Linked DNA regions of Mus musculus: all the other regions are linked to region 3. A link is a contact called in public promoter capture Hi-C data. All regions are on one chromosome and are shown on one strand. The core of a region is the stretch at or near the end of the contact, and the rest is flanking DNA. Distances in the headings are between cores, read along the strand shown.

Region 1 (3,015 bases), core at 185-2,684, 2.0 Mb before region 3:
AAAGGGACAGTAAGTTTGCTGTGAACTTGAGTCTCCTAGAAATGTTAGAAAGGCCATGAAGTCGCATCAACTTGGGGACAAGACCTACATGAGGATGAAAGCAATAGACACACTAACATGGATAAGGAAATCTCGGGGGAGGGGGTCTCAACCCTTGACAAAGAACTACAAACGAGTAAGGAAAGCTGGGAATGGGGGCATAGTCTTCCCCAGAGTACAGTCCCCAGTTGGTTATCCACCATATAGAGACAAGTAGCATTATATGTCCTGAGAAAAAGAGGCCATGAATTTGAAAGGGGGTAGGGGATATGGTTACACCGAAGGGGTTAGGCGTAGAAAAGGGAAGGGAGGAAATGATGTTAATTACAATTTTAAAAAGATATATTTTTTTAAGTGCTTTCCCGTGCTGGGAATTAAACCTAACTTCCTGCATACCAGGAAAGTACTCTTAACACTTAGCCCCCTTCTCAGGGGTATCTGTCAAATTATAGAAGACAGAAACGCTACTAACAGATGAACCCAGAAAGAATGCACAAGGACCTGAGTATCACCTGTGGCTTGGGGGATATGCAGGACCTGCAAAAACCAGACCGGTCTGCGCGGATTTAAACTAATTTAGGAGCCTGCTGTACCATTTGGAGTAGAAACCCCGAATCCTTTGAGCGTCTCACCCTCTTCCTTCAAACTACCCAGCAGTCCCAGAAACAACGCCGCCGACACAACCACTGGTTCCTAGGGTGCCAGAAAGAACTTCCCGGGTGCTCAGCGCAGGTGAGGCTGCCTTTCGCTAAGGAGGGACCCGTCTGGAGCTGCAGCTGGAGCTGCAGCTGGGCTGCAGAAGGCCGCCTGCCTGCCACCACCATCAATCGAACCCCTCGGGCCCAGCCCGGGACAACCGGGGTGCCAACTACTGCCGCAGCTGCGGAGCGCTTCACCCGGCCTGACCCGGATTCTGCTCTGCTCCGCGCAGCGCGCGCACACTGGCCACCGCGCCCGCCCGCCCGAACCTCCGCGTCTCCCGGGACCCCGCAGCGAGCCCGGTGCGCGCGCCCGGAGCCGCGGCACGTGTGCGGCAGGGCGGGGACTGTCAGCCGCGTTCCCCAGCCGGGCCGGTCGCCCACTCGCTCGCTCCCGCCCGCTCCCGCAGCCTCACCGCCGCGCCTGGCTGTGTCCGGCTCGCCCTCTGCCGCCCGCGCGCTCCGCTGGCGGCCGCGGGCCCCCGGGCAATTTTTAAGGTCGCCCTGTGGGTCCGGCCCTCGGGCCCTCCCTCCTGAGACCCCCTCCACCAGCCCTCCCTCCGGAGGCCACGCCCTCCTGAGGGCCCGCCCTCTCGAAGTCCCGCCCTACCGGCCCTCCCCCACGCGAGGCCCCCTCCGCCCCTCCCTCCCGAAGGCTGGCCAAGGAAACGGAAATCTGCTCTCCTCGCTGACTGCCGAGCTGGCAGCCTCCGGGAGGACTCACCTTGAGGTCTCCCAGCGTTATCCAGCCCCAGGAGGCTGTGGCTTTAACAGTAAATGGAAAGTACTAGAATGGTAGTGGTGAACTATAAGTTCCCTTATGGGCAGCTTTTTAAATCATCTGTTTATTTGTCTACAGACAGGGTCTCGCATAGCCCAGGCTTAACTTGCTATATGGCTGAGGGTGGTCAGGAACTTCCTGATCTTCCTACCTCCCCCTTCCAAGAGAAGGAATTTCAGGTTTGTTCCACCAGGCTTGGATTTGTGAGGTGGCTGGGATGAAACGTGGGGCTTCCTGCATGCTAGGCAAGCGCTCTGCCAACAGAGCTACATCCCTAGGTTTTAGTTGCTTGTCTGATTGTCTATTTTGTGTCGCTTTAGGTTTCATTCTTTCTCCCCTAAGGAAATCCATTCCCAGGAACATTATGGAAAAGACAACAATATAAGCTGCCGCTGCAGGTTTTATAGTTCCCAGCGATATATTCCTGAGGCTTTAATTAGAAGCTCAAAGTGACGCTGGAGTGAGGGCGCAGAGGTAAAGAACCTTTGATACTTATCAACTTGACTCAGCCTAGAATCAGTAGAGGGATTGCCTAAATCCAGTCAGTCTGAGGATGGAAAGGTCCGTAGCAGCAATGTCTTGATCAGTAATTGATGCTGGAGAGCCCAGCCCACTATGGGTGGTGTCATTCCTCTGGCAGGAAGTCCTGGATTGGAGGGGGGAAAAAAGCATCGTCCAGAGATCAACCAAGAAAGTGAGTCGGTAATCTGTATTCCTACATGGCTTCTGCCTTGACTTCCTGCCTTCCGTCAATCTGGAAGAGAATGCCAAATAAACCTTTTCCAAGCTGCAGTTTAGGCAACAGTGTTTCATTGCTGCAACAGAACGAAACTAAAATTCAGTTCTTAGCCCACATCTGGTAGCGCCCAAGTCCAGCGCTGGTGTGTATCCAGCTCCCCCGTCTGGCTTCTGTAAGCATCTGCAGGTTCCTTCAGGGGTACACACACACACACACACACACACACACACACACTACACATAAATAAAATAAATCTTTAAAAAAGAATCATAAAATCAAAAGGAGCAGGGAATACTTAAGAAAACTGTGGTTCACAGGAGTGATAAAACTATCTTTAACTCTAGCCCTATTCAATTGGAAGAGTCTCAGGGTCATGTGACCCCTACACCACCAGCTTCCCACTCCGCTTCAGCCTCCCTATGAGCCTTTTCACGTTTTTAAAGATTCCTTTAATTCTGAAATTGATGTGTATGTATGAAAACATGCATGCTGGCACCTGTGGAGGCTGCAAGGCAAAGTTGTCCCTTGAACAACAAGAGGTACCAGTGGTGAGCCGTCTTCCTTGTGTGCTTCCTTTATAGTGATGTGTTTGTGTGTCAAGTTGAGGGGGGAGTGTCAATTGTACTGGCTGGTTTTGTGTGTCAACTTGATCCAGGCTGGTGTTACCACAGAGAAAGGAGTTTAGTTGGGGAAGTGCCTCCATGAGATCCAGCTGCAAGGCATTTTCTCAATTAGTGATCAAGGTGAGAGGGCCCCTT
Region 2 (3,129 bases), core at 194-2,693, 2.6 Mb after region 3:
GGAGAAACAAACACTGAGACTCCAGATGACCTCAAACAGCTGTGGGAGGCTTTATTTATTGTCGGAGAGGTAGATTGTCTAGTTTGGACCACACTCTGACCAGGGCACAGGACCCAGTCACTCAGGAACCAGAGTCCAGGAGAAGGCAGGTCACATGCTTCAAGCCTCAGGTTTTGTAGCTAAGAATCGGGAAGTGGGAGGGGGATCTTTAGGGGCAGAATGGGGAGTTTGCTGGGTCCCTTAGACAAGCTGTTTTGAAACTACTTGGTCTGTTGTCTTCTTCTGCAGCCACTGGGTGTCTGGGATTGGGGGCAGCTGCTTTTCTTCTGCTGTCACCAAACATCTGGCTTCCCGGAACTTTGAATTCAGTTTCAGTGCCTTGGCTTTTGGGAGAAGACAAAGGGGTTCCTTTACTCTTCTTTTCCTGAGTCCTAAAATCGTCGGACATTGACCACTGGCCATCTACTGTACGGAAAAGCCTTTTCATGTACTAAAAGCAGGAGTTAAAGTGGGCACTTCCTGGCCTGCAAACAAAATGACTGCAGTGGCCGGTTTAGAAATTTCCTGCTAAAGAAGCAGATTGGGGATAGAGGACAGCCATAAAGCCCTTAGTTCCAGCCCCAGGACAAAACGGAGAAAAGGCCCAGTATGAATGTCCAAAGGTAACGCTATGGCAGGGTGAGGTCATGTGAGGGCTTTAGGCTAGGAAAAACGTTTTCTTCCTGGTCTGCTATACCCCCCCGGGGGGGGGGGGGTGCAGATGACAGACAAAAGCTCACCATGGCATGTGTTAAGCAAGACAGGAAGCCCGAACTATTAAGGAAATGCTAAGTTTTCAACAACTGCTGTTGACCTCAGCACTCACAGATTTCAGAATCCGTTCATTAAAAATCGGAACAATAATTCCTTGTTAATTACTTTATGTTGCTGTGGGGACCTCAAGGCCAAACAAAGCTCTCAGAAAAGTATAAAGGGCAACTCAGAGTAGGACTGTTGACTGGCGACGTCATAATCTGCACCTTTGAAAGTTTCCTTCGGCTAATGCAGCAGGAAAAGAAGCGAGCAGAAGGACAAGAACGCTGCATCGCATTGATCCCGGCTCCGGAAGAAGAAAAGAAATCCAGCTCGGACTTGAAGCGAAGGAGAATCTCTAGCAACCTCCGAAGCCAGCGCCTCGGAAGGTGATACCAGAGCCTTGGTGTCCGGAGCCCGCTCTGCCAGCCCTGGGCATCCTAAAACCCGCAAGCCTAGGTGCGCAGCCAGTGTGCCAGCTCGCGAGCGTCCCCTGGCGCCACCGCCGAACACTGCGGCTCGCAGCGCGAGGGGGCGGAGCGGCCGGACGAGCACAGGGGTGTGGTGTGGGCGGGGTCTTCTTTTTATTTATTTATTTTTTTTATTTTTTGCGCGCGCGCGGACTGATGGCGTCATCGAAGCGACTGGCCCGGAAGGAAGTAGGGTGCTGAGGGGTGTGGCGGTTTCTACGGTTGCACGGGGGTTCGGCTGTGTACGGAGCGCCTGGAGGGACAGCCTGGTACGCGGCCGCCGCCCCTCCGTGCACGCTCGGCATCGCTGAGGCTCGGGGGGTGGGCGCGGCTGGAGCTGACGTCCTGAGCCCCCTCAGCTCGCCCACCCGGGAGTCCAGTCCCCTGCCCACGGGTCCGAGCGGAAGCTCTCGGCCGTGTCTGCCTCGCGGAGGAGGGCGGGGAAAGGGCAAGAGGTGGCTTTGGGGTGGTAGTGAGGACATTTGCAGAGAGGACACTCCTGCTGCTCGGTAGCTGAAGGCCGCTACGGTAAAAAATAAGTAAATTAGTCAGACCTGAGAGGTGGACTCCGTGCCCTGTGCCCGGTGTGCACGTCCGTCACTGTAGTGTTTTCCAGATCCTTCAGGGTTCAGGAAATGAGTGTCTACATGTAACTCTGTGGCATCTGGGACCCTGGACATTTGGGGACATCCCACCCCACCCCACCCCACCCTCACTTCGGAGTAGTCCAGAGTCTCCAGCCTGAGACATTTCCAGTTTCCTATAACCATGGGGCTTGCGGGGGCAAAGGATATGGGAGAATGTGTTACAGTTTTACATAGAGATCTGTCCCGTTTAAGTCCAAAGGAACAACAGAGAAGGTGGAGGACAGATCAGAGAGAGAATCCTACGTCGGAACTCAGTTGCTTGCTCTTCTCTCTCTCCCTCCCTCCCTCTCTCTCTTCCCCCCCTCAGGGTCCTAAGGGAATGACTGGTGGTTTCCTTCGAAATGGCAGGCAATTAGAAGTAGGAGGCTCTGACCAGAAATACATAGCCACAGCTGCCTGTCATTTGACATCCTCTGTAATTTGGGCCAGCACCCTGCAGCTGCCTCTCTTCCTTACAAGTATAAATGGCTCTGTTGACAACATGTTAACGTGAAGGGGAGAGAAGGCTGTGTTTTGAACCTTGCCCAAATGGCACCAAATCTCTCTTAGGTATAGCTGTTTCTGGAGCTAATGCCCCCTTGCTTCAATGGGAATTATACTTCCACAGTTAAGGAACGGAATGTTGACTGAGAACAAGGACACAGTGAGTTGTAGATCTGGCAAGTAGTGTGTGTGTGTTACAGCAGGCTGCCCCAGAATCACTTTACGTGAGCTTCAGCTTGGTGGCTCTCCTGTACGTCAGGCTACACATTGTCCCATATCTTCTCTCTAGGATACAGGTTCACTGATGGCTCAGTTGGGAGCTGTTGTGGCCGTGGCTTCCAGTTTCTTTTGTGCATCTCTCTTCTCAGCTGTGCACAAGATAGAAGAGGGACATATTGGAGTATATTACAGGTAAGGCAGAGACAGATGGCTCCCTCACCGCTTATAAGGTGCACGCGTGTCTTTATTTAAGTCTATAAACTTAAAACTGCCTTTAGTATTTTAAGGTGCTGCTGATATGAATTTGTGGGTTTAAAAGCAAAATCTGAAGGAACCATTGCTCTTCCAAGATCATCTCTTGACATAGTTTTCTCTTTCATCACCTGAAGAATCTTGTCTCCACCCTGCAAGGCTGCTTCTCCAAAAGTTGGCACAGTCCCAGTGCTTGATGGCAACTTGAGAAGTGTACTCTGCTAACTTGAGAGACTGTTTTAAAGTGAATGTTTCAAAAAAAATGT
Region 3 (2,893 bases), core at 219-2,718:
TTTTGGAAAAGTTTGGCAATCAGCATAAAGCTACTCTGGAAGATTTAGAGTCAACCCCTAGAAAAGTTTACAATGATCAAAATTTACCATCCTATATTTTTCCCTTGGGGACGGATCACCACAGAGCAAAGAGAAGCTAAGTTGATAATAATTTATTAGGGCTATGTATCACTTACAATGCATAATAAATAATTTTAAAAAACCCACAGCATCCTTCTAAAATCCCCCATATTCATTTCCTAATGCTTACTACAGTGTCTGGAGGACATTTAATTAGATTAGATTTTAGCATTAGTCAGAGAGTTTTAAAAAGCACATTCGAAAGTTGTTCACAGTCCTTCGGATTTATGAAGGGCCCCATTATTTCAGCTTTGTGCAAACCATTTTGAAGTGTGTACAAATCCTGTAGAAACATAGCCCATGCTGTGGGGTTTTACTGGGCTGGGCCAGGCATCCAGTTCTTTGACTTTAACAGCAGGGGGTGCACTGTCTTAGCCATTGTATTCAATGCAAGCAGACAATTACTGATCTCTAAAAATCTTGACCAATAAACAGCACGGAGATTTAGCCACATTTTTAAACATTCAGATTTAAAAAAAAAAACACACAAAACTTCAGTAAACCACTTATGCTTCATATTCCTTCTCTTCCCTCCCTCCCCACTTCAATATTTAAAAAAAGAAAAAAGGAAGAAAAGAAAAAAGAAAACAAAATAATAAACCGAACAACAAGAACAAAAACCAAGTTAGGTTTGAGTTTAGTCTTAGGGCCTTGCCAACGGCCCTGGGTGCGTGCACTCAGTCCCCACAAACGCAGTGTTCTGGTCAGTGCCTCCATCCTCTCAGGCTATGTCCTTTCCTGCTGTGAGAGTTCTCAACGCCTGCTGAAGGCACTTGGCTCCCAGTGGGACAGCTCAGGGCTGCAATGAGTTGCAAGTCTGTGTAGCTGGTGAGTTATGTATGTCCCTTTCCATCCTCGGGGTCCTGTCGGAGGAAGCTCTCAAGCCTTTTCGCGGGACACTGCCCGTGCCAGAGCTGGCAGGCTCACTGGGTCTTTAAAGGTCCATTGGTGGATACGCTCTTGCCCAGCCTGCTGTGCTCAGTGTACCTTGATGGAATATTTCCGCAGTTTGAGAAACTGAAGAAGCTTGTCTTTTGTCCTCTTCTTCAGGGCCATGAGGGCTCGAGTTTTCTCCTCCAAATCTTGGTCGATGGCAAAAATGATCTTGGCCCGCTCCTCTGCCTTCTTGTCTCCGGAGTTCCTGAAGAGCCTCTGCAGGGACTCCTGGTCTATGTTCTCAAAGATGTTGCCCACAGCTTTCTTGCGAGCGGCTGTGTCGAAGTGGTAGCCGTGGATGGACGGGCTTACTCGAAGAGACGAGGACATGCTGGTGGCTTGATGGCTTGGCTTGGCTTTCATCGATGTGGGTCTTCCACGGCTCAGCTTGGGCACTTCCAGGGGAGTCTGTTGTAAAAATCGTCCCAGGACGGCTATTTAAAGGGTGAACAAAGCTCGGGACTCAAATTACACTGGTGACGTCACATTGATCCCAGGGAGGAAAAAACCACAGAACATTAACAGTTGCCTTGCCAAAGATCTGGCTCCGGATGCTAGAATGCATTTCAAAGCTTGTTTAGAGATAGCTGGCTACAAGCTTGCCTCTTTACACCTCAGACGGCATTGTGCCTTACAAACTGGCTCTTCCTTCCAGAAGCCGAAATCAGGAGAGAGAGAGAAAAGAAAAGGCTCCAAATCTTTGCCTACGATTGAAACAAGGAGTTCTGCCAAGCTCAACAGAGTTTCAATTAGTACAAAAGTTTTAAAGTGTGGGCCAGACCCTGGCAGCCTAGGTCTGTGTGCCTTTTGCCTGTCCCTATCAGGGTGAGGGTGAGGAAGTCAGAAGAAAAAAAAAAATGCTTGGGAGGACAGGAAGTCTGACTCTGGAGCTAAAGTTTACTGACATGGCTCAGCCCGAAAGCACAAATCTCAAACTGTACCTGAGTGCTGTATGTAATTTCTGCTGGGAACTGCAATTTAAACAGTAATAGCGGCAGATGGTAGCTCCCCAGCTTGTGTAAGTATTGACAGCAACAACTATTCAAAAGCAAGGAGCAAAGGTTAATGGTGGTGCTGTGGGTACTTAATGCCCACAAGGAATGAGCTGATCTTTTGTTTTGAGGGCTACTTTGGAGTCACTCAGCATTATCAGAATGCTGCTATCTTCATTACACGCTTTTAATCTATTACTTTTGCTATCCACAAGACTCAGATACGTACAGCTGTTCTATGCTAAATGTCACCTTCCTCTGACCTAGAGATTCCTCTTTATGATTCAAATCTCTACTCTCCTTTCTGGTCCTCCAAGAAACTAGAATGGACTTTTAATGTTATTTCACTTATAGTCAAGAAAATCACACACCTATAACCCCATCTGTCTTAGAAGGCTGAGGCAGGCTAGCAAGCTGCAGGACAGACTGAACTACACAGGAATGAATGCCCTGTCTCAGAATTAAATTAAATGAATAAAATAGAAATAAAATCATTTATTTTACCTTAATAAAGTTTATGTCTCACTAGGAGAAAGGAGTGAGACATTTTTGCATATGTCAAAACCTTTTGCATTTTTCAAAACCTTTTGTTTTGAAGGCTACTTTGGAATCACTCAGCATAATCAGAATGATGCTATCTTCAACTTTTAATTTATTACTTGAAGATATGACTATTATGTGAAATTACAGTGTCTTCCTATTACCTGAAAGAAATGTTCACTGTGGATAAGTATGCGCCAGAGTTGCTCAAGCACATAACGGGCAGGGAACTTCTACAAAATCCCAGGAGATGTCCAAGCCAGAGGGCCCCAGCTCAACTGTCACCCTCATCACCGACGACTGTA

The links. Promoter capture Hi-C pulls out the DNA fragments that hold promoters and counts their contacts.
Region 1: a promoter capture Hi-C map of liver shows a contact between it and region 3, with 5 times the contacts expected there. The contact joins the promoter of 1810012K16Rik here to the promoter of Tcim in region 3. A contact is called at or near these places in 2 of 39 promoter capture datasets (both in liver).
Region 2: a contact with region 3 is called in a promoter capture Hi-C map of liver, with 7 times the contacts expected there. The contact joins the promoter of Erlin2 here to the promoter of Tcim in region 3. A contact is called at or near these places in 2 of 39 promoter capture datasets (both in liver).

The regions. Positions count from the first base shown.
Region 1 is chr8:22,397,287-22,400,301 of GRCm38.p6, forward strand. 1810012K16Rik (RIKEN cDNA 1810012K16 gene) reads left to right here and starts at 1,435. Exons shown (of 3, transcript NR_045473.1): 1 at 1,435-1,697; 2 at 1,861-1,992; 3 at 2,159-2,305. Slc25a15 (solute carrier family 25 (mitochondrial carrier ornithine transporter), member 15) reads right to left here and starts at 1,335. Exons shown (of 7, transcript NM_181325.4): 1 at 1,154-1,335.
Region 2 is chr8:27,022,376-27,025,504 of GRCm38.p6, forward strand. Erlin2 (ER lipid raft associated 2) reads left to right here and starts at 1,444. Exons shown (of 12, transcript NM_153592.3): 1 at 1,444-1,531; 2 at 2,682-2,803. The coding sequence starts at 2,697.
Region 3 is chr8:24,437,478-24,440,370 of GRCm38.p6, forward strand. Tcim (transcriptional and immune response regulator) reads right to left here and starts at 1,469. Exons shown (of 1, transcript NM_026931.3): 1 at 1-1,469. The coding sequence starts at 1,419. The coding sequence ends at 1,099.